Linked DNA regions of Mus musculus: regions 2, 3, 4, 5 and 6 are each linked to region 1. A link is a contact called in public Hi-C, HiChIP or PLAC-seq and promoter capture Hi-C data. All regions are on one chromosome and are shown on one strand. The core of a region is the stretch at or near the end of the contact, and the rest is flanking DNA. Distances in the headings are between cores, read along the strand shown.

Region 1 (3,823 bases), core at 727-3,226:
GTGTGTGTGTGTGTATGTGTGTGTGTATGTATGTGTGTGTATGTGTGTGTATGTATGTGTGTGTGTGTATGTGTGTGTATGTATGTATGTGTGTGTGTGTGAGAGAGAGAGAGAGAGAGAGAGAGTGTGTGTGTGTATGCACGTAGGGGTCAGAGGAGACCTGCAGGAGCTGGGTTTTTCCTACCTTATGGGTACTGGAGATGTAACTGTCTGCAGGCTTGGTAGCAAGTGCTTTACCTCCAGATCCATGTAGCTGGCCCCAGCCTTACCTTTTATTTTTAATCACAACAATGTAAGAGATAAGTTCAAGGTGTTCTTCACTGTTTTCTTCTATTGCCATTTGTTCTTATACATGAATGGTTTCTGGAAGAGGGTGATATAAAAGATAAAAGGCTTTTTTTTTTGAGGCTAAAAATCCTTTGTAAATTGTAGTTCACAGATGTGGGGGCTTCGTGTTGCTTCATGTTGTTGTTATTATTGTTGTTGTTGTTTTTCAAAACAAGGTTTCTCTGTATAACAGCCCTGGCTATCTTGGAACTTACTCTCTAGGCCAGGCTGGCCTTGAACTCACAGAGAACTGCCTGCCTCTGCCTCTCGAGTGATGGTATTAAAGGTGCAGTCCACAATGCCCAGCTTCATGTTGCTTTCTGACTGTGTCAGGATAGTCTTCTTTTATTGGTGACCAGATTGACTGGCTATCAGGTGAGAGAGGTCAGGTTTCCCAAATAATCATGGTCTTCCTGTCCAATGACTAGCAGTGAGCCTTGGGGGATAACTGAGACTCTATAAACATCCCTGTGACCTGATGCTCCTGACGGGAAGTTTGGTTGCACCAGAGACAGATGTTCTAATCCCAGTACCCCCATTTCCTGCATTTAGCCAGTATACTTTTTTTTAAAAAAGCAAAGAATTGCTTCCTCATCAGCTATTTGGTTTTCAAAAATACAGTTGGTACTAGAAAGGCAGAACACTCATTTTCTTAAATACCCACTTTTTAAAAGTGATGAAGTGTTAGCCACTGATGGCATGGCAATATGGTTCTCTTCTCTGTTTTAATTTGGTTTACTTCCTGAAGGGAATGACATACATTTAGGGATCATTTTAGAGTTTCCAGTCGTTCTGCTCCTTAAGTTGTTCTCGCTTTGTCTAGTGAATGGTCTTTTAGGAATGACCTTGTTCATCTTGGGGTTCTCATTTTCTGGATTATTGTTCTTTCAAGAGGTAATTTTCACTCCCAGCTTTGACCTAAGATTCAGTCATTTCTCCAGGAATTCTGGCACCTGTCAGTGTGGAGTTGAATTTAGATTAATTTCTGAGGGCCAACGGCAGTCATTGCTCTAGACCTTCAGTTTGCTCTCCTATCTTCATTTCAAGAGCAACAACATGGGTGTTTTGTGTCGTTCTATTTTAAAAAGAGGAAATAGATTGCAACGATGAACAGAGTCAACTGGCTAGCAAATGGCATGTCCGGATCTGAACGTGGGAGAAAGACTACCCTGGTATGCAGTGAGGCAACTTCAGGTAGTGATCCTAAGAAAACTTGTAGGATCAGCCTTCCCATTCCAGGAAGGCTGAGGCAGGAGAACTGCCGCAAGATCCAGGCTAGGCCGACAGCAATTTGAGACTTGTCTCCTCTATACCAGGCGCAGAGCCTACCGCACCACTGGTTGACCTGGGCAATCGCCGCCAGGTGGGGAAAACACAGTCGCCAGTAGCCACTCTCGGGCTGTCCGTTAGACTCGCCAATCAGCGGCGCCTCAGGCAGGGGGCCGTACATCCGAGGGATGCATCCAATAGAAAAGCGACGTCAGTGGGCGGGAGGAGCTGTAGACAGGCCAATCCTGGTAGTTAGCTCACGCCGGCAAGCCGGCAGCCAATCCTCAGCGCGCTCTCTGTGCGGCTCCGCCCGCCGCTCTGCACTACCGCGTGGGTGGCGGCGCACTGCTCTTTTTAGCAGCGCTAGTCCGGCTTCTCTGTGCTTGACGCTGCTGGCGTGGATAAGTGGACATGGCGAGCTCCGACTGTGAGGGCCATGCGGGCCAGGAGGGGGAGACATTCCTGTACTTCGCCTACGGCAGCAATCTCCTGACCGAGAGGATCCACCTGCGAAACCCCTCGGCCGTGTTCTGCTGCGTGGCGCGCCTGCAGGTCAGTGCCGTTGTGCGGGCGACCTGGAGAGCGGGCTAGCTGCGACTCCTGCCGGGAACCTCTAGCCACCGTCGGAGTTCGCAACCCTCCACTGGCTGCCCTTTTCCACCGGTTATGAGCATCCCGTAAGATGCCTTTAATAGGTGCTTCTTAGTCGAGAACTAGCTGCTTTCTGTCCTGTGCGTACCTTATCTATCCCACAGTTCTGTGAAATTCTGCCTGTCCTTTCCTTCGGATCTTAGCGTCCTGGCCTTGAGACCTGGAACCGTGTCTTCAATACTGATAGCAATGTTCGTTCCCTCAGTAGAGTAGCCCAATAAGCTTTTAACTGTGATAAAATGTGTTCTTGACCATAGTTCATTTCCTCTTTAATACGTATTCTTCTGGCACTCAGTGCTGGGGTTACAAGGATGACTGAGCAGCCTAGCTATTTGGAGGACCTTTCTGGTGTACAATCTGATTGTGTGTAGGGCCCTTAATAATTTTAGCCAACTTTGATAACCTTGTCAATTCTTGATTTCAGGCAACAGAAACCAGCTGATTTCAGAAAGGAGAATGGGGAGGGGTGTTGGAAGGCTGTTAGAGAGCTCATGGATTCACCTGAAAGATTGAGTAAACAGGTGGACTACTGTGTGTGTGTGTGTGTGTGTGTGTGTGTGTGTGTGTGTGTGTGTGTGTGTGTGTGTGTATACACAACCAGCATTACAGGAGAGGGCCATCCCTGCTCTGGAAACTGGCCACACCTTTCCTCAACTAGTAAGCACAATATGGAACTGACTCCTGACTGCTGCTTTGCCACAGTTCTGCAATTCCTGAAGCCTAGAGTGGAGTCCCTAATGATCTTAAACACCAGCACTAATTGAGAGCCCCTGCGAGGTGCCCTGATTGGCTAAATCTCACCATGAATCCACGTCCTTACTTAGCAAGCAAGATGATCTGATAACTAGCTCCTAGCCTTTCAAGTTTCAGAAGTGGGAGTCACGCTCTGTACTCTATCTAAAACTCCAAAGAGTGTAGGATTGGAGTTCAAGTACGTGAAGTACAGGAAAGAAATACCACATAAATGATAAATTATAGCTGTGGTTAGCCTTAAAAGAGGACTTGCAAGGTGCAACAGAATATATGACCAGAGGACCTGACCTAGGTGCTCAGGAAAGCCTTCCTGGATATAACTTTTAAGCTGAGACCTGAAGGGAGATGAGGAGAGCAAAAAACTGTCAGGGAGGGTAGCTTGTTCAAAGGACAGGAGATAAAGGAAGTGGTTGGAGTCTACAGGGAGATGTGGCATGAGGGCTGGAAAGATAAGAAAGTGTCATATCCTAACATGACCACAGAGAACTTTGGACAGTCTGTTGCATGCTGTGAGTGGAGTGTCTTACAGGATGAAAGCAGACGATGAGATTTATGTATTTGAAAGCTCATTCTGGTTACTCTGCAAATAGGGCAAGTTATTGGAAGCCCAGTTACGATCTTGCCACATTCATGTCAGAGATAATGCCACCATGATCTAATAGGGTGGTGACAGGGAAGGTAGAGTAATACTCAGAAGATAACATCATAAGGCTTGATGATTGTGTGTCTGTGTCTGTGTGTGTAGGGAAGGTATATCAAATATGACACAGTTTTTGAACAACCAAGTAGGTGATGGTGATAATGTTCACAGAGGAGAATCAGG
Region 2 (3,823 bases), core at 700-3,199, 430 kb after region 1:
TCATTTAAAAGATTTTTTTCCTTGTGGGCTAGCTCACAGAGGCCTTGTAATTTACACACAGCTAGACTCCACATGGCTGATAGAGGCCAGTGATTAAAGCCCTAACTGATAATTCTAGATTTTTTTTTTAAATCTGTTGGACTGTTCTGTTCCCTTATTTCTCTTTGTGTGACTTGAATGGAAGCAGAGTCTGTCCTGTACAAAGCCAAGAATAAAAATGTCTTATTGGTGCTTAATAAGTGCTACACCACGGTGGAATAAGCTTGTGTGGAGACCCGGGAGATAACAGAGACTTCAGAACAGCGGCTGTCAAACATCAATGCACAAGGGAAACCTGAAAATCTGGCAGAACTCAAGTTTCCTGGTCCCAGCTCTGGAGACTGACGTCAGAAGTTACCAGGGAGGCCCCAGGTCAAGCTCTTTAGGAGTTTTGAAAGTTATTAGCCACATGCATTAGGCTACACAGTTTATTGTTTGCAGTAAATAAACAAAGCACCTTTGTGTTCTAAGTCTGTGAACCAATGGTCTTTTCTGTAGAATCTATTGATGGTTCCTGCCACATTCCCTCATCCTTCTCCCACTGTCTGCTTCCTCACCTGACAAGCTACAAGCACACACTGATTTAAGAGGACATGGGAAAGTCTCCTTACCTGGTGGCCAGTCATCAGCTCTCTTCCCTTTGGAATCTCCTGTTACAGTTTCTTATGGATCTTTCCAAAAGTAGTCTAAGCATTTGCAAAAGGAAGTGTATATATTTTCACACACACACACGCGCACACACACACACACACACACACACACACACACACACTGTTCTGCACCTAACCTATCCCCACTTTAGCCTTTTACTTGGTATAAGTTGGAAGTCTTGAATTAGTACACAGACAATGATCTCATCTTTAAATCTTTAAAATATGCTGGATGGAATTCCATGGTATTTATAGGCTGAATTTCATTCAATCTTTTAGTTTTTGAGACAAGGTGTTACTATGTAGCCTTGTCAGCCTCCCTAATTGTGTGTACCACCACTGTGAGGTTTGGTTCTAGTCGTTGCTGACACAAATAATATGGCCCCCCCAGAATCCTCCTGCTCATTTCACACCCGTGTCCTTTCTTCTATAAGATGAATTCCAAAAGTCCAAAAGTGGAATCAGGTGAAAGGCTACATATGTTCTTATCTTGAGAGATATTGTCATACACACACACACACACACACACACACACACACACACACACACAAACACACACACCATAGAGACTATAAAACTTTGATTTGTGTTCATCTGATAACTGGAAAATACATGTGAATCTGCTGCTGCCCGCTGCTGCTACTCTCTTCCCAGTGGACTCTTACAGCCTTTTCTTATCGAGGTAGATCGGGTCTCAGCCCCTGAGGCGTTGTTATCAAAAGCCTTGAGGTGGGCATCACCTCTTTCCCTGTCAAAAGTTTATTAACCCTGGTGTGGAATCTTGCCTTTGTTACTTGCTGCATGACCTTGGTCCACAGAGTGTGAATATGCTGCATCGTCTGGTTTATGAGCACGATCACAATCGGTTAACATTAGGGAAGGACTTTGACACATTGAATCAACCAAATGAAGAATGCATATCTCTGCAGGGAATTCTCGCCAGGCACCAAGGCTCAGACTAGCAACCACACAGTAAAATGTTGCCAGGAGAAAGCAGGACCTGGCTCCTTAAAGCTCTGGTTCCTCCCTTCGAGAGAGTTTCAACCAAGAAATAAAAATCTAGAAAGAAAGGAACCACTTTCTGTTGAGTCCCGCCCCCTCTGCTGTTCTTGGGGGCTCCTGGTGCCCTCCCCTCCCAGGCGGGGCGGGCTCTGAGGCCTCAGCTGTCAAACACAACGAGTCCTGGGGCCCAGAGCACCGGGAGGCGGAGGGTGGGTCTGCGGTCGCGTGACCAAACCAGCTGTTAGCCGGGGGCTGGAGAGCCTGGAGTCTGGGAAACCGGAGCGCCGGCGGTCTTCTGCGCTACGGATGCAGAGGCTGTAACCTAGCCGCCGCAGCGCCCCCAACTCCGCAGTCGCAGCATCAGCACCGTTGGACCCGGCTGGAGCCGGCTGCTTGGCAGGTGAGCCTCAGGCTACGCGGGGAGCGCCGGGGCGCTGGCAGCTGCTCTTCCGCTGGGAGGTCACCACATTTCCCATTACAATTCTAACGCCTCGCGAGTGTGGACCAGGGAAGGGGAGATCGGAGGTTAGGTGGCCTCGGTCTGGCCCGACTTGAGATCAGGGACTTCGGGACGAAGCTACTGCAGCCTGGTCAGAATCTGCTCCTGCTCTCCATCCCGCATCCTTCCCGCACCTCCCTTTCAGTTTATAACCGGGTGCTGCTTTTTCTGGGCGCCGAGTTGCAAGGGCGCGGGAAGTGTCTCTGAGCTTCCCCGGGCCCCTGAGCTTCCCCTGGCGGCTCCTGCGGCTCCGTCTTGCGGCTAGCAGAGAGAGCCTGGCTCCTTCCCGAGTAATGCATCCGTGGCGCCTGACTAGGCCGCTACCCTTGGTCGCCGGGCGGAGTCCCGGTATCTGTGGTTATCCCCAAGGGCCAGTGAGCTGGCACCAGACATTGCTTCGCTCCAGGCCTCACCCCTGCACACTGGAATCCGGGTGGGGTCATGGCAGGTGTCTCGACCCTTGCTATCACTCCACCTCAGTTTACCCCTATCGTCTTGCTTTTTGTTTTTTGTCCAGGCAGAATTGCTAAATAATTGCTAATTATTTAGCGACCACAGTGAGGTCTGCAGGAGGATGAAAGGAGCGCCTGAATTTTAGAAAATCGGTTGGAATTTAGGAATAAAAATGTGATCACACCCATTTGCGTTTAAGGCAACTTACTATTTTCTGTCTCCCAAGTTGACCTGGTAGGGTTCTGTTAAATAGAGGTGTATTTCTGTGTAATTGTAGCTTGTTAAGTGCTTCTTCCTGGTTTTGTGTGTGTGTGTGTGTGTGTGTGTGTGTGTGTGTGTGTGTTTACTGTGCTTCACGCCTGCCTAAATCCTCATCACTTGCTGAGTAAACCTATGCTAATTCAAAATGGCAGCATGAAAAATCAGGCCAGGCGGAACCCTAGCAGACCACAGCCAACTGCAGCTGCCCCGGGCTTGAGCTGCTGAGAGAAACAGCAGGAGGAAAAGGCTCTGCTGTGTATAGGCAGGGAGTGTACTTGGAGCTGGTTAAAGCTGAGTGAAGTTGCAGTGCCTTGGGGAGCAAGTGGGAAGTTTAGGGAGCTACAGCTGGTTTCCCTAACTTGTCAAAAGCCTAACTGAAACTCTAATTTGGTCTGATTTTCTTTAGACCCATTTAAAGTCAACTGTGCAGAATACAACTGTGCACAGCTTACATACTTTTGTACCTTACGAGTGGCTTTATAAAGGATGGGCGTATCATGTAAACACCCTCCGGGAATAGTGCACACACCAATCCATACAGGGGATGGCACCGGAAGGGCTGATTTAGCCCTTCAGCACCCAGGCTCTAGGATTGCAAATTCTTGAAAGGTGACTCATTTCAGGATTTTTTTTCTTCTTCTTCATAAAGCAGCTTTTCTTTTGATTTTCACTGCAGGGCTGCCAGCCATCTTGTCTTTTAGGAAAGAGGAAGTGCTGCGTGAGTGAGGAAGCAGGTGCCTTAGGGATAATGAGCAGAGAGGATGCTATCTCTGAGGGTTAGGTATAGCGGAGCTGGCAGGCGCTGAACAAGCTTGCCACAGACAACAGAGAGGTTACATTGCAGGGCGGATGGACCACTAAGGTCGTACCTATGGCTGCAGCTGAGGAAGAGGACTCCTGTAGCTTTTTCCTCTTCAAA
Region 3 (3,823 bases), core at 338-2,837, 400 kb before region 1:
GTAGAGCCATGTGGCATGTAATTAAGTCAGAACTACTCATGGAAAGAACTAATACTGATATTGGGGAATGAGCTAATTCTTAAGAGAATGGGGTGCTACAAAGCTGTTCCTGGTGTTCAGACTCCCCTTTCTGCCTTGCCCTGTGAAGTCTTCAAACACACACCCTTCCGCATGTGCTCCCAGTGTGATGCATCCACCACGTGTTGAGGAACCTAGAGGTCCTCACCAAATCTGAGATGTCCCCATGTTCTTGGGCACCTAGAACTGTGAGTTAATCTCATGCCTGGTTTTTACGAATTACTCAACTTCAAGCATTTTGTCCTAGCAACACAAAACAGTTGAAGACAGACATCTGCTATGGATCATGACTAGGACCCACTCCATCTGTGGATATGGCTGTAAGTGAAGCAGAGGGAAGACTGGCCATATAAATGGAATGCTTCGATAATGTATAGCTGGTCCTTGCTGTATAGGACTTCCTGGCTGGCTAGCTCCAGAGCTGACACTTACTGCACGTTCACAGACATTCTGGACCATTTGAGAGGCTTGACACACAGTGCTCAGCCAAATGAGAGGACACTCTGCTTTTTTGTTCCAGGTGTCCTACTTTAAAAACAAATGTCACGTCAGGGAGGTGATAAGGTTTATTTTGTCCCTATTTGTTACATGGGCTGTGAAGGACAAGAGAGTCTCAGTTTAGGGTCTGCATGGAGTCTGATGCAGCATGATGTGACTTACACACGGAAAACTGTGACAAGAGGATGGGTTAGGACATCACCCTGGTTAGAATGATTTGGATGATCCTTATTGGTTGGCTGGAAGAACTGGGTGACCCTTTGTGGGACATCTTATAGGACAATCACAGACGCAAGCTTGAGCTTCAGGGAACTACTTGGTGGTGTCCCTATAGGAGGAATGCCTACTGAGCTTTCCCCGGGCCCCACACGGCATCTTTGCTCCCCATCCAACTACCTTCTACATGGAGTTTCCTGTGCTCTAGCACCACAGAGACTAGCTTTGAGCCTTCATATGCAGACATGATCATGGAGAGACACACAGAATTTTGCCTCTGCCTTCTTGCCAGCCCCTTTTTCCGACTTTCTCCTTTCAAGCCATCCCCACAGCTGCATTGACAGCTCGACCACCCATTTCACATGCCCTTCTTCTCCTGTGTCCCCCAGACAGGCCTAGGTCTGAAGATCTTATCCCTGACTGTAGCATCCCTGGGCACAGCCTGCCTGAGGGTGGCCAAACACAGATGGCTATGGAGCCCAGGCTCCATATTCCTCATTCCTATGGGCTTGAGTAAGGGGCTTCCAAGGGGGTGTAGGCAATGGGCAGAGCTGTGGCTTGGCCCATCTGGTCTGTGCTGAGCCCTTGATGAGGAAAAACTGGTTTCAGAGCTACCGCACAGCAAGGCTGCTGGCTGAGCCACTGAAGGCCTTCTGTGAGGACATGAGAAGCCCTCAAATTCCACCCAGACTGCTCCTGTCTGCTTACCTCACATCATGATATCCAAGGCCACTGGATGTCTGGGAGGGCCCTCTGTGAAGGCCATCTGTCCAGCAAGAGACCAGAGCTACACATACCAGAGCCACGCCCAGCAGAGCTGTGGACCATGCCGGTGCCATGGCGATGCCATCTCGGCCAGCCTTTCCCAGCCCGGTAACCATGGGAATGTACTCAGGGCTGCGGCTGCTTATGCAATGCCTCTGAGGGAGGGAGGCTCGCGGACCCACCTACTTGCTGCAGGGAAGCCAGAGCCCCAAAAGAATCTGTGAACACGTATGCTACCCACCTGCTTCTCCTCACTGAGAGGCAGGGAGAGCGCCACACATTCTCATCACGTATCATGTAACAACACACTACCTGGGTTAGAATGACCTCGAGGGGAAGAGAGGACAAGAAAGAGAAAGTAGGGGCAGGGGGAAATTCTAACTAGGAAGATGTTGGCTGTCTGCATGCAGAAAGGCTCCAGCCACTCTGGCAGCCCCAGGACCCAGATGTTTGTATTATTGAGGCAGCACAGCTGCTGTGTGTGCTATTCTGGTTTCATTGCCCTGAATCTGGGAACTGGAGCCTCCTAGAGGGAAGAATGGAGAGCTGAGATGAGCGTAAGCTTGCGAGCCAGCCAGAAAGAGCACTGTCCACAGGAAGAGGTTCATACACATGAGTGAGCCAATCAGAGCTGACTGAAAAAATAAATCCAACCCTGCTGCTTCTTGTTATGTTCCAACACCACATAAGGGCTCCAGGCGTGGGGCCTCTGGGAGCCCCTGAAGCCACAGGCTAAAGGCATCACAGGCTTCTAGACACAAGCTTCAAGACACAGGCTTCCTATAGCAATTGCAGCTCTCCCGGGTCCTCTCCATCCTGGCCCTATCTCTCTCTTTGCTATCCCTCCCATGTTGAGTCCCACCTCTTGAGATTCCTGGACCTCTGAAGGTGCCCCAGAGTTCAGGAGACTCTGGCCCAAGTTCTCCTAGTCCCTCAAGCCCCAACCTTCACCTTGGCTGACAGAAATGCCCAGACAAATGGTCAGTACCCTACTAGTCTTCTCTCTCCTTGTCTCCACAATGCCCCCAACTCCCCGCAGTCTCTTCTTTTGCTTTATCAGGACCCCAGGACCCAGCTGCATGCACAGAGCCTCCTCTCCTCCCAGGGTTCCTCCTCAGCTTGCTACTCCACCCTGACACTAAACCTCCCAGGTCCACGTCCCATTCAGTCTGCATCCTTCCCCTCAGCTCCATGCCCACTGCATATGCTCTCTTGCAAATAGAGCCAAGTCTCTTATGTCTTGTCTCCGAGAAAGGCTAACCCTGCCTTCTCTAGTTGAGGTTCCCAGATTATTAATACTGACTGGTCATCAGTCACCCATGTGCCCTCCTCTCCTATTTTTTACCCTCCAGTTACTATACTTTCCCATCTCTATATGCTCCTATCACCCAAACTCCAGCCAACCATGAACCTAGCCATCATGGTGAATTCGGAGCCAGTAGCCCACTTCTCTCTACCAATTCTCATGCCAAGCCCCATGAGTTTCTGCTACTCCCTTTAGGCAAATACCCTCTTCCCAGCCGTGCTCCCACTTGGATTCTTAGTCCTCCTCAGTCCCCTGCAACCTTCATTTGATTGCACCACACCCTCCTCCACCAGTGATCTATCTCCACCTGAATGACACATGTGCCCTATTCTCTCAGAGCCAAGTACAGTCACACCTGCTTGGATCCACTTGGACCCAGAATTGCCTCCTGTTACCTACAGTGTCCCCTCCTGTCCCAGGCACACTTCAGTCAAGAGCTGCTGAACACACTGCCCCCACTTTCCCACGGCCCATTCACTTCTCAGTACCCTTCCGTCTGGCTACCCACGTCTGCCAATCCCCTGCCAAATCTGCTCTTGCTGTGCGCGGTGCTGCCAAATCCTGGATGCGCCTCCAGCCTCCTCTTGAAAGGCTGCTCAGCAGTGCTCAGACCCTTCGCCAGAAACTCCTTACCACACTCTTTGTTTGGCCCCATAATTCCACGTTCATCTGCTCTCCCTCCCACCTCTCTGGCTGTTCCTTCTCAGCCTCCTCGGAGACTCCGACTTCCCAGTCAGACCCTAAAGGAAGTCAAGCTGGTGTTGTTCCTCGTGAGGTGGCTTGGCCTGTGCTCTTGTTGCTGAAACCCAGTCATATTCCAACAGCCATGATCTCCAACTCCAAACCAGATCTCTTTCAACCCCACTTCTCCCTGCAGCCCCAAGATACCTCATGTCCACCTCACTGGGCATTTCATGGCTCTCTGTCCCTGTAGATCTGTTCAGACTGACTGCCACTCTC
Region 4 (3,823 bases), core at 917-3,416, 380 kb before region 1:
CCTTGACGAGGCCTTTTCTCCTTCCCCACCACCCCTTACTCTATACACTTCTGGGCTCTGAAAGTGTTTCTGCATAAACAGCCCTGGGAGACAGAATGGACCCCAAAGATGTCCATGTCGCAGTCCACAAAGCCAGTAAATGTGTCTCCTGACAGAGCCAAAGGTCAAGGATCTCCAGGCAGGAAGATGACCTCGATTATCTGAGTGGGCCCAGAGTCATCACAAGAGGGCACAGGGACCAAATCAGAGAGGACAGGATGGAAAGGGTTGAAAGAAGCTATGGTGCTTCCTGGAGATGAAGAAATGTCTCGGGCCAGGGCAGGAGACTCCAGAAAGACCACCTGGGTTTAACATCTGATGTGTCTCAGACAAGTCACATGAGCAGATGTATAGACGAGTGAGTGGGAGAGAATACGAGCGGATGGGAGAGTAAGAAGACGGGAGCATCTGACTGCTGTAAAGGAACAATGAACAGGAAGAAGGGGCTCGGTGTGGAGGGGGACAGGACTGACTGTACGGTTGGTGGAGTGGATGACTGTTCAGACAGACATATAGACAATGAGATCGGGGGAAGGTGGACGTATGAGGGTGCGTGGAAGTATGGTGGATGATGAGGGCCCTGCATCGGGGCAACTGAGTTGATCATTAGGTGGGATAAAGGAAGCTGCCTTCATGCATGCTTGATGTTGATAAAGATTGCAGATTGGATACCTATTCCACAGCCTGGGGACCACAAGAAATGGTCTTGAAGATTTCCTGCACATCTCTGTGCTTCCGATGGGTGATTCAGGGGCTGTGTGGAGCCCACGTGCTCCAGGCTAGGCAGAGATCTGATGTTTGCCTAAGGCTTGGAGTTTGACCTTTTCTTTAAAGAGCTCAAATTCCTAACAGCTCTCAAGATTTAACCAAATGCCCTTCCTTGCAAGATTCATATACATCTCGCTTTCTCTCTCTGTATCTTTCTGTCTCTCTGTCTCTGTCTCTCTCTGTCTCTGTCTCTCTCTGTCTCTCTCTGTCTCTCTCTGTCTCCCTCTGTCTCTCTCTGTCTCTCTCTCTGTCTCTGTCTCTGTCTCTCTCTCTGTCTCTGTCTCTCTCTCTGTCTCTGTCTCTCTCTGTCTCTCTCTCTCTCTCTCACACACACACACACACACACACACACACACTCGGGATTTTCCCTATCTACCCCAGCTATTGAATGACTCCTCTGGTGTAGGGTTCCCTCCCTGAAATGGAGCTTTTGAGATTCTGTGTACACAGAGGAGGACATGAGTCTTTTGTACCATATAGGGAACTTATAGAACTTACCTGTGTGACACTCACATGCCAGCTGCATGACACTCTCATGCCAGCCCTGGACAGGTGAGATCACTTATCATCCCCTCCCCGCGGCATGGTAGCCCTAGGTCCGCTGACCTATAATCCTCTGCATAGCTCAGACTGACATCAAACTCATGATAATCGTCTAGTGTCCACAAAGGCTGAGCCACCACATCTAGCCCAAGTCTCTCTTTTTTTACACAGAGGCAAACGAAAGCTCGTGTCACAGAGTTCACTTCACGGTCTGAAGATGCCAGCCTCTTGATTGAAGGACAGTGAGGTACTGGGACGGGTGGTCACCCCTGGCAAGGCAGTAGAAGAAGGTAGCCTCCGTTCCCGTATGCTCCCACCTAGTGACTTGTGACTCCTCCCCTCTTGGCCCTGGATGCTACTGACAGCAACCCAGAAATTCTGCTGGAAAGTTGGAGCACATTCAAGGAAGCCTCCTTTCTTGGCTTCCCCATGCCCCTATACACAGGCCAGGGAGCAGTAGCTGGTTTCTGAAGCTCCTCCAAGCCTGGCTCTATGAAAGGAAGAGTTCTCAAATATCACAGCTGGAAGAGCTGGCATTCACGACATCTTCAAGCCCCACATGGTCCTAACATTAGTCAGGGAAGGAAGGAGGGAGCCACCAGACTCAGGAGTTCCCCCACCACAGACTGCCACCACCCAAGAGAACAAAGGTCTGAGTTGGCTACTTACAACTCCGCACAGGCTCAGCAAGCAGAGGATACGGGTAGCCCACATCAGGCCATCCATGGCAATGGTGTCTGCAGTCAGCCTTCCCTCCCAGGCTGTCTCTGGTGATGCCACCTAGCTGCATCTCTGCTGCCTCACCTTCCCAGTAGCAACTGGTGTGGGCGGGGCCAACAGAAGGGACACCCAGCTGAATATTGAACGGGATGGAGGGACATTGTGTTACCGCCAGCCCTAAATGGGACTCCGTGTCCTCAGCAGGGGGTGGCTGAGCTCTGCTACACCACCTTGATGTCTGAGTATACCTATCCTGACAGTCAGAACCCAGAGAACACAGACAGGGCATAGAGAGGTGACAGCCACAGGAATCCTCCACTTAGTCAGGATGCTTTCCCTTTGTTTTTAGAGCCCAGTTCACCAATAGCCTTACTCAGAGAGGCCTCCTATACCTGCACCAGAAATACAGGACCTCAGAAAATAAGGTGCCCAGGGCTGCCCCAATGTTTTAAGGAGCCCCAGATTGGTTGATGCGCTTAAGTCTCTTTCACAGGGCTGGAGGGTGAGCTGAGAGGACCAACGAGAAGAGGGGCAAGTGACAGGGGAGCCTGGAAGATTTGAATGAGCCTTATGAAAAGTGACTTGAAGGACTGGGGTTGTGGCTCAGTGGTAACGCACTGGGTCAACATGTGTGTGGCTCCAGGTTCAAATCCCTGGCATCACAAAACAGTCAGTCAGTCAGTCAGTCACTAAACACAGTTTATGCCGCCCAAGAGTGTGCCGCATGGTTTACCTGACAAGGTGACAACTGCAGCATCAAAGCCCCCAGCTTCACATGGGGCTAGGCAGAGTTTCTGATAATCCCCTGTCCAGAGGGGAATCTGAGGCTAGTTGGAGGACTCTCAGAGGGATCCCAGGAGTTGGGACACTCAAGAGGGGCAGGGCATCTATGTTCCATTATCAAAGTGAAGAGACGCACTTTCATTATTTCTACTTTAAAATACAAGCTCTCAATTGGCCAGGCTACTGGCAATGTCCTAAACAAGACTATATCTTGCTCAGCACTTGGAACTTGAAAGTGAATGTCACCTTTGACAACCCTGAATGACGTGGGAGCTAAGGGGTCTTGATCACTGAACGGCCATATCCAGTTACAGGGCTGTCGGGATCTGTGCTTGGGGTGCCAGATGTGTTTCTACTGAACCTGTGTCATGAATGTGGAAAGCCTCCCACCACCACATCTGCATCTGGGGATCATTTGACATCAACGGGGCTTTATTTTTCCACCCTTAATCGTTGTCAACAAAATGCTGAAAATATTTTCTGCACATGTGGCCCAGCGTGGGTGGCACACAGCACACAGGGCTCCTCTCTTGCAGGCTGAGGAGACTCAGGCAAGAAGTAATCAATGACTACAGAGAAGACGTAACTAAAAAAGGACAGAGGCTACCACACCCAAAGAAGTGCATGATTGATCATGCTTGACAATTAGCATCTCCCTGACCAGCATTAGTGGTATTAATAATCGATACCAAGAATTCATAGCAGTTCATATTATTTAAATGAGTGGCACTTAACAACAAAATTTGGCTCTCCTTGGGGACATTTAACGATGTCTGGCAGTGTGTTTTACTACTGAAGGCAGGGGCCAAGGATGGGAGGCAGCCAGATACGGCTGGTATGCAGTAGGGAGCTCCCATAACCATGCAAAGATCCACCCAGTCTGAAAGGTCAGCAAGACAAAACTGAACTAGCCAACCTGTTTCAGCTTCTCCATGCATTTCCTTAGGACACTCTACATCAACCATGGCGT
Region 5 (3,823 bases), core at 776-3,275, 360 kb after region 1:
CAGGGTTGCTATCTCAAGTCTAATTGCAGATCTATCAGAATATGAGGCACACTTACTCAGTGCTGTCTGGATATCCTTTTCTCCATTCTTCACTTCTGTCAAAAATCCCTTTAGAAATTTGAGACCTCTAAAATTAAAGAGAGGAAAAAATATTATTTTCAAAGTTCATCTCAGTATCTCAGGCAAGGTAGGGAGAGGGCAGGACAGACAGACATCCTTCCTGACCAGCTTCCCTGCCATTTCTATTAGAAAGTTCTGGACACTCCCCTCACCCTCTCTGCCATCTCTGAAACATTTTTCAAATTATGGTGCTCTAGCATTAGTATCATCTAGAATTCATGAAAAATGAAAATTCTAGAGCCCCACACCAGACTTAGCAGTCCAGAGACTCTGGTTCTGAGTTCAGTGTTTTCCCAGGCTTTGCCATCGAAGCAGAAAGCTGCTCATTTAAGAGAACCTCATTGGCTCTCCAGCCTAAAACTCTGATCTTACAAATACTACCAATATTACCAACATGTATTACTATGGGGCCAATGCTTGGCTCAGCAGACTTCCCACAGAAGGTTACAGCTTTGGTCACAGCCTCTCTGAAAGGCACGGGTGGTGTGAGCTGTGAGCATTCCAGCTGAGCTGAGCTGAGCCTGAGCTGGGTGAGCAATCCAGCTGACTCCACCTCTTACCTCTTCAGCCACAAGAGGGCTTCCGTCGCCGAGTTCCTAACCTGAGCGACGTCAGCCTCCACCTCATGCAGCACTATCTTCTGGAGGGTAGTAAACTCTTCCTTGTTGGTTATGTACTTCTGATTTACCTTCTGGAAACAAAACAAAACAAAACAGGGCAACTGTGGCAGCTGGAAACTGTGACATCACCAGTACCGTCAGTACAGAATTCAAATCTACAAGCAACAAGACTTCTAGGAGACCAAAGTCAACTTGACTATCTTTCTTGTTTTTAGGGTAATGTATTTTAAAAATTCCAAAAATTCTGTGAGCTTTAACAAACTCCAAGAGTCCCAAGCTTTAAGCATCATTCTTGGGGTACCATTGCCTCCCTTAGAAACTGTCTTCTGTTTCAAACTACTTCTCATCCTGAGCATGCACACACGCGCACGCACACACACAAACCCATCACTTGTATGAGTGAGAGCCCATGTACTTCTTTCTCTCTCTCTCCTAACGTCCCAGGAACGGTACTCACAGAACTTCCTCAACACATCACACCTAGTGATGAGTACTGTGTTTTATTTTATTTTATTTTATTCTAGAGACAGGTTCTCTCTACCCAGCCCTGTTGCCCTGGAAACTCAATCTGCAGATAAAATTGTCTTTGAATGCTCAGAGATCTTCCTGCTTCTGCCTCCCACGTGCTGAGATTTGCATGTGCCACTATGCCTGGCTTAAAAAGAGATTTAATTCACAAGTGCTAGATGTAATATACACAACTTTCACTTTTCTGGGAAGGAGGTTGAGAGTTCCTATTGTTGATGGCCCCACAGCTAGCTGTACCAGGAATTTGGTCTTCTGTATCCCAGACAAATGATAGCTATTGCCAACCAACATAGTTTTTTTTTATTATTGTTTAACCCCAAAATGCATATACTCATTGCTGACATGGCTCCCCACTGATCCAGTGGTCAGCCTACTAAAGGCTTGCCTCTCCTGCATAGCAGTTATTCCTCTACTCAAACTTCCCAGTGTGAATGATTCCCCCTCTCCTTTATATTCACCTTAATATTTCCAACAAGATCCATCTTAACAGGAGCAAACACTGTGGGACCAAGTTTGTCTGAAAAAAAAAAAAAGGATCAAAAACAATTCTGAAAAAGGTTTTGTTTTTTTTTAATTTAGGAAACATATATTATTATACTAGAAAATATTTTTATCATAATAATACATTTAGAAGCTATTTTCCCCAATATTACTCTGACTTCTGGACTTGGTCATCAGCTTTCTATCTCACTGCTTTGAGATGTGTCTCTGTGACAAGGGCCTACGTGGCAGGTCTGATGAAAGCACCTCTCATCGATTTAGAGTGTTCATTTGAAAGGCTGGTACACTGCCCAGTGTGGCAGCAACAGATGTGTGACTATTTAGTACTTTCAATGTTGCAAAGTCCAAACTGAAGTGAATTGTAAGCCTAAAATACCTATCGGTTTTTAAAGATGTAGCACCAAAGGAAAAATGCAGAAAATCTCACTAATGGCTCTCTACCCTGACTCCATGTTTATGACATTTTAGATATGCTGCTATGTAAGATACATTAATTTTTATTTTGCTATATTAATGTATCTTCTATAAACTTATATTACATTACTGATTTGACTATACTCCTAACTTTATATAATTTTAATTATTTATATTTACTAAACATAAATTTTACTTTTAAGGCATAGCATAAAAACAGAAGAGAAGGGCTGGAGAGATGGCTCAGCGGGTAAGAGCACTGACTGCTCTTCTGAAGGTCCTGAGTTCAAATCCCAGCAACCACATGGTGGCTCACAATCATCCGTAATGAGATCTGATGCCCGCTTCTGGGGTGTCTGAAGACAACTACAGTGTACTTACATATAATAATAAATAAATCTTTAAAAAAAAAACCAAAAGAACAAAATAAAAATAAAAGTTAAAGAAAAAAAACAGAAGAGAAAAAAAATAAATTCTAAAAATTATCTGATTGATCGTTTTTAAGAAAAGGTAGAAAATGATGCAGCTAAAAAGAACCCCAAATAGGAAATAAAACAGTGTGCTAAAGAACAACGGCTTCATTGGCCCTAAGACAGGAAATGAGAATTAAAAGAGGAAAAAAAGAAAACAGAAAATAGGTAAAGAATATAGAAATACAGCAAAACAGGAGTGAATGAATGTAAAGAACATAACTCATTATATAGGCAATTACCAGAAAAACATAAATTTCAATAGCTGCAAAAAAAGCATTTTAATAAAATTATCTGATTCATGACTGTGATGGTTTGTATATTCTTGGACCAGGGAGTGGAACCATCTGGAGGTGTGGCCTTGTTGGAATAGGTGTGTCACTGTGGGTGTGGGCTTAAGCCCCTCACCCTAGTTGCCTAGAAGTCAGTCTTCCACTAGCAGCCTTTAGATGAAGATGTAGAACTCTCAGCTCTGCCTGCGCCATGTCTGCCTCGATACTGCCATGTTCCCACCTTGATGATAATGGACTGAACCTCTGAACCTGTAAGCCAGCCCCAATTAAATGTTGTTTTTATAAGACTTGTCTTGGTCATGGTGTCTGTTCACAGCAATAAAACCCTAACTAAGACAATGACTATAAGAACAACCACCAGCATACAACAATCAATGTATCTACATATATTTATGCTACATATGTAAATAGCATCAAACCCATAAAGTCCAAAATTTATTCCTAATAAAACACAGTTATACGTTAACATTAGAGAAAATAAAAATGACTAAAGTATATGCATCAAATACATAACACACATATATATCATACTCATGGACTAGGAGATATAATGTTGTGAATGACATTAATTTTCCCCAGATTGGGCTTACAAATTCAATGTATGCAGCTTTAATAAAAACCCCAGTGGCCCTTTAATAGGAAATTTAAAACTAAAATTATACAGATCTGCAAAGGACCTAGAATTTCCAAAACAATCATGATAAGGAACAAAATTGTGAGTCTTGAGATTCTAAGGAAATACAAACAAATCCTGGGGTCAGGAAAGAGACCATTTATAGGCCTGAAGGTTCTGGAGCAGATAGCCAGAGCAATGTAAGAGGAGAAATAACGGTGGTTGCTTTTCTTGACAAATGGTCCTTAAATAACTAGACTGTGA
Region 6 (3,823 bases), core at 801-3,300, 310 kb after region 1:
TCTGTCTTGCAGACGGCAGTGACATTTACAGCGATTACACTAACACAGGCTCCCAGATATGAGCACCACAAGCCAGGGGTACTCCCAAGCAGCCCTGCTTGGCATCCAGTGACAACAGGCTGCCACTTGAAGTCAGGTAACAGGAGGACATAGTTGTTTAAGCCTGGAAGAGAGTGATGTCCCCAAGAACACAGACAGAAGTGTGCACCTGGGGATGGCCGAACAGAATAGGGGCTAAGTACTGCTATATTCCTTTAGAGCCAACTACCTGTGCTTAGAGGCACAGTGCCATCCGTCAGATAGATACCTCTGACCAAGGAGAGACCAAGCCTTCATCAGTGTTTGTAACTATTTAAACAATCTTAAAGTTTGTAAACTGAAAGATGCTATATAATAGTCTTACTGTTAACAAAATTTCCAAATAGCAGAGATGCTACTTAATTCAAATTCCTTCAATGCTTAACAGATTTTACACACACTACACAAGTGTTCTAACTAAGCTACATTCTTAGTTCCAGGTAAGAGTTTATACAAAGATAGGGGGGAACACTAGGTCTCTGAACTTTAAATTTGCAGGACACTTGCTGTGCATCAAACTGCTAGGTCTACTTCAAAGATTGCCAGAGAACTGGTATTAGGAAGCTAATTTTGTGGGTAGGCAACTCAAGGGAAGACAAGTGAACAGAACCTAAATCTAGCTGCCACCCAAAACCAGGATCATATTTTATTGGGCAGATGTGCACCTGTCCTGTCCGGGTCTCAGGGATCCTAGGTTGAACTTCCCATGGATGGATGAGGTGTACGGACCCAGCGGGGTGGGGGGATATGTCCAGCTTTGTCATTTCACCTGATGAGCCAAGCGGTCGATGCACCATGCACCACCCCATCTTCCTCTGCTGCAGCAGCGCCTCCAGCCTCAGGCCATCGACCACACGATTACCCTCATCCCCAGCTGCCTCCATCTTACATTTGGGGACTATTATTTACAGTGCTTACAAACACTCCACGAAGCGCCATCCCTGCCCTGCCTACACACCTCCCATCACAACCGCGTGCTCTCAGTATCTCCTTCCTAAACTGTCAGCACCAGAATACCTAGTGGGAGGGATGCTGGCCAAAGGTATGGTCGCTGTAGTTCCTGGTTCTGGTCCCTCTGGACCTGGGTGTGTGGGGTTTTCCTCTGGAAAAGCCGAAAGGCCTCGGCGAGGACACAGTAGCCTCATGGCAGGCTAGAACCCGAATGGGCTACAAACACTTGCTGGCAGCTCATTGAGGAGCTAGGGAAGCAGGAGACCCGGGATAGGCGTGCCCCCGCGAACGCGCGCGTGTGCACGCGCGTGCATTTTTAAGCTCCAGGGCGTAATTCCGCAAAGAGGGTCCAAAAGATCTATCACTGCGGGTGTGGACAGAGGCTTTGTGTCCGTTTGAGAGACTCGCAGGCTGGAGAGGGGGCCCTGTTGGGAGGAGCGGCTGCAGAGTTGTGTCTGAGACCCCGAGGGGGACTGACACCTCTCGGGGACCCGACCTCGGATCCTGCCGCAGGGACTATGAGCCCCGCCCGGTGGGTGCCCCATAGAGGCTCCCATGGGATGCTCTTAGCCACGCGCCCGGTGCGCGATGGTCCGGTAGGTTGCCACACCTCCGCTCCCTGGCACCCTGGCACCCTGCCACCGCTATCCGCCCCACCCGGCCCCCCTGGAGGAGCTTGGGCAAAGCGGAGCGCGCCCGTCCCGTGCACTCACAAAGCTGTCGCCGCAGCCGTTGTCCGGACACAGTACGTAGAAGGAGACGCCCGGGTCGGCGTAGAAGTCCATCCTGCGCTCCGTCTCCTCGGCGGCGATGAGCTCAAAGGGCGTGCTGGAACACCACTTCTCCGCGACATCTGCCAGCTGCTGGAAGTCCATGGCGGCGCCGCCCGCGCCTCCTCCGGGGCTCACGGCTCCCGGGTCTGTTTACACCGCCCGCTCCGCCTCCGCCCCGCCCCCACCCCCACCGCCCGCCTTGAAAGGAACCCAAGCACCCCGGGGCCCCGCCAGTCCGGGGCCGCCCCGGCTCGTGACGTCACGAACTCTGGCCAATCCCCGGAGCCCTACTCGGCGCCGCCCGGAGCCCGGTGACGTCAGGGTGGGCGGGGCGCCCGTCTCTGCAGGTGGCGGCGGGGTGGGGCGGGGCTGGCTCCGGACCCCTGGTTTGGAGCCAGTTTGGAAGGCTTTCTCTGGAATCCGCTATAAACGCGAGGGACGCACCCAGAAGTACAGATTGCTTGGTCCTTGCCAGGGCTGATTGTAGAGGTGCTGCGAGCACCCGGGGAAACAGCTTTGCTTTCTACAGAAGCCAAAATTCGGTCCTCCCAGGAACCCAGAGTGTGTTTTCTAGACTGATTTGGAAGGAAGTGTACACGCACATCAAGCTGCGTGCTTCTTACAAATACCTTCACTGATTTGGCTTGAATTTATATTATATGACTTAAAATGGCCAACTGTTGTTTTGTTTGTTGGGTTTGAGGTTTTGTTTTGTATTTTGAGTTGCTGGAAAATTGAACCCAGAGTCGTGCTTTTCAGGCATGTTACCACCGAGCCACACCCCAACCCTGCTTGGAAAGCAAGGAGCCTGCCCGTTGACTACACCTGTTGAATGCTCTGGCTGCTGCGTGCCCAGCAGACACACTGGTTTACAGGGAGTAGAAGAGTCCTCGTCTGAACACTTGGCTTCCGGAAGGGACACATTAAATAGCATTCATTCTATAAACATTTATTCGTGGTTATTTTTAAACTGCGCCTTCTGAACCAGGAGCCTTGCTAGCTGGGGTGTAAACATGAATGAGCTGGGGTCTAAACGCCTCAGTAAGCTGGCAGTCTAGCCAAGGGGAGCCCAGCTAGTGCACCTGTTATTACAGGCAGAAGACGTTATTCCACAGTCATCTGTTTTGATCATTTCTGTGGCAGAATTTCCTTACGTTTATTTGCTTGTCTTTGCATTTGTCTTTAGACTGTGGGAGTGATTCTTCCTCTACTCCCTGACTTCTGAGGCTAAGAGAACCCACTTGACAGTGTGACTGGGATATGTCCTGGGAACCCCAGTTTCCACATCTGTGAAAATGGGTATATATTCATGACCTTATAGTTAGGGTTTGAGAAAGTGTGTGTGTGTGTGTGTGTGTGTGTGTGTGTGTGTGTGTGTGTGTGTGAAAGGAATAGAAATCCAGTGGGTTTTTCTACAATTTACTCATTTTTATCTGTATGAGTGTTTTTGCATAAATGTATTGGTGTGTACCATGTATGTGTCTGGTGTCCAGAGACCAGAAGAGGGTATTGGATAGCCTGGGACTGGAGTTACAGGCCTTTGTGAGCCACCATGTGTGTATCATCAAATCTAGGTTCTTAGGGAGAACAGCTAGATGCCTTAACTAATGAGCCATCTCTCTAGCCCTGGGTTTTTTAAATGTAGGAAATTTGATTATATGCCTAGGCTTATAGCAGTACTCATTGGTGTCCGATGTGTGAAGCAGTATTGATTAGCTTGACATTCTGTTAAACCAAGCATGAATGTTAAATTTTGGATGGCTGCTGATTTGACATGGCATTTATGTAATATGTGTAGAAATGTGCACAAGCTCGAGACTGTCTAACACCCAGAATGGATGCTGAAATTCAGTGGTGCATTAATTACACTCATCTCTCATGATCTACATTTTGACTGAAATAATGGAACAAGAGAGAGGGGTTATCTTTGTTATACAGGAGCAGAGTCTGGAGGAGGGCCAGCCAGAACACATCTGGCGAGGGGTTGATCACGAGGCTCCTCTGTGAGGGCCTTCATATAG

The links. Promoter capture Hi-C pulls out the DNA fragments that hold promoters and counts their contacts. HiChIP or PLAC-seq counts read pairs in DNA pulled down with a chosen protein or histone mark. A called contact is a pair of places that touch in the nucleus more often than the background predicts. Capture Hi-C pulls out chosen DNA fragments and counts their contacts.
Region 2: a FOXA1 HiChIP or PLAC-seq map of pancreatic cancer cells shows a contact between it and region 1. The contact joins the promoter of Scrn1 here to the promoter of Ggct in region 1. A contact is called at or near these places in 14 of 39 promoter capture datasets (the C10 cell line, cranial neural crest, embryonic stem cells and 8 more), 2 of 484 Hi-C or Micro-C datasets (embryonic stem cells and immediate neuronal precursor), 3 of 115 datasets of contacts at active chromatin or transcription factors (embryonic basal ganglia, pancreatic cancer cells and stem cell-derived neural progenitor cells) and 1 of 9 other capture datasets (adipose tissue).
Region 3: a promoter capture Hi-C map of hematopoietic stem and progenitor cells shows a contact between it and region 1, with 5 times the contacts expected there. The contact joins the promoter of 6430584L05Rik here to the promoter of Ggct in region 1. A contact is called at or near these places in 5 of 39 promoter capture datasets (the 3T3-L1 cell line, hematopoietic stem and progenitor cells, liver and 1 more) and 1 of 115 datasets of contacts at active chromatin or transcription factors (pancreatic cancer cells).
Region 4: a CTCF HiChIP or PLAC-seq map of the NIH/3T3 cell line shows a contact between it and region 1, with 6 read pairs. The contact joins the promoter of Ghrhr here to the promoter of Ggct in region 1. A contact is called at or near these places in 6 of 39 promoter capture datasets (the 3T3-L1 cell line, 3T3-L1-derived adipocytes, frontonasal cranial neural crest and 2 more), 1 of 15 datasets of contacts at CTCF or cohesin (the NIH/3T3 cell line) and 1 of 115 datasets of contacts at active chromatin or transcription factors (pancreatic cancer cells).
Region 5: a contact with region 1 is called in a Hi-C map of rod photoreceptor, with 4 times the contacts expected there. The contact joins the enhancer-like site here to the promoter of Ggct in region 1. A contact is called at or near these places in 8 of 39 promoter capture datasets (the 3T3-L1 cell line, the C10 cell line, cranial neural crest and 3 more), 2 of 15 datasets of contacts at CTCF or cohesin (both in the NIH/3T3 cell line), 3 of 484 Hi-C or Micro-C datasets (cerebral cortex, cortical neurons and rod photoreceptor) and 7 of 115 datasets of contacts at active chromatin or transcription factors (bone marrow-derived macrophages, embryonic basal ganglia, embryonic forebrain and 2 more).
Region 6: a contact with region 1 is called in a promoter capture Hi-C map of liver, with 5 times the contacts expected there. The contact joins the promoter of Mturn here to the promoter of Ggct in region 1. A contact is called at or near these places in 24 of 39 promoter capture datasets (the 3T3-L1 cell line, 3T3-L1-derived adipocytes, the C10 cell line and 17 more), 2 of 15 datasets of contacts at CTCF or cohesin (the NIH/3T3 cell line and large pre-B cells), 31 of 484 Hi-C or Micro-C datasets (B cells, CD4 T cells, CD8 T cells and 18 more), 35 of 115 datasets of contacts at active chromatin or transcription factors (the 230-238 cell line, CD8 T cells, the SCID.adh cell line and 22 more) and 5 of 9 other capture datasets (adipose tissue, embryonic stem cells, liver and 2 more).

Annotation. Positions count from the first base shown.
Region 1 is chr6:54,991,020-54,994,842 of GRCm38.p6, reverse strand. It overlaps Ggct (gamma-glutamyl cyclotransferase), which reads left to right and starts at 1,976. Exons shown (of 4, transcript NM_026637.3): 1 at 1,976-2,148. The coding sequence starts at 2,008. RefSeq lists a cis regulatory region at 1,742-1,751 and an enhancer at 1,732-1,761.
Region 2 is chr6:54,564,508-54,568,330 of GRCm38.p6, reverse strand. It overlaps Scrn1 (secernin 1), which reads left to right and starts at 1,949. Exons shown (of 8, transcript NM_027268.2): 1 at 1,949-2,091.
Region 3 is chr6:55,394,651-55,398,473 of GRCm38.p6, reverse strand. 6430584L05Rik (RIKEN cDNA 6430584L05 gene) reads right to left here and starts at 1,587. Exons shown (of 4, transcript NR_046179.1): 1 at 1,501-1,587.
Region 4 is chr6:55,374,638-55,378,460 of GRCm38.p6, reverse strand. It overlaps Ghrhr (growth hormone releasing hormone receptor), which reads right to left and starts at 2,166. Exons shown (of 13, transcript NM_001003685.3): 1 at 2,020-2,166. The coding sequence starts at 2,076.
Region 5 is chr6:54,626,808-54,630,630 of GRCm38.p6, reverse strand. Plekha8 (pleckstrin homology domain containing, family A (phosphoinositide binding specific) member 8) reads right to left here. Exons shown (of 14, transcript NM_001164361.1): 10 at 1,727-1,785; 11 at 681-811; 12 at 57-127. Among named protein-coding and RNA genes, the nearest start is that of Gm34249, 28 kb to the left of the region's middle. Within about 2 kb of position 2,025, at least 4 of the 459 cell types and tissues checked have an H3K27ac peak or open chromatin away from gene starts, as enhancers often do. A contact at or near this core is called in liver and rod photoreceptor, where this site is marked.
Region 6 is chr6:54,679,851-54,683,673 of GRCm38.p6, reverse strand. Mturn (maturin, neural progenitor differentiation regulator homolog (Xenopus)) reads right to left here and starts at 2,050. Exons shown (of 3, transcript NM_001289740.1): 1 at 1,743-2,050. The coding sequence starts at 1,904.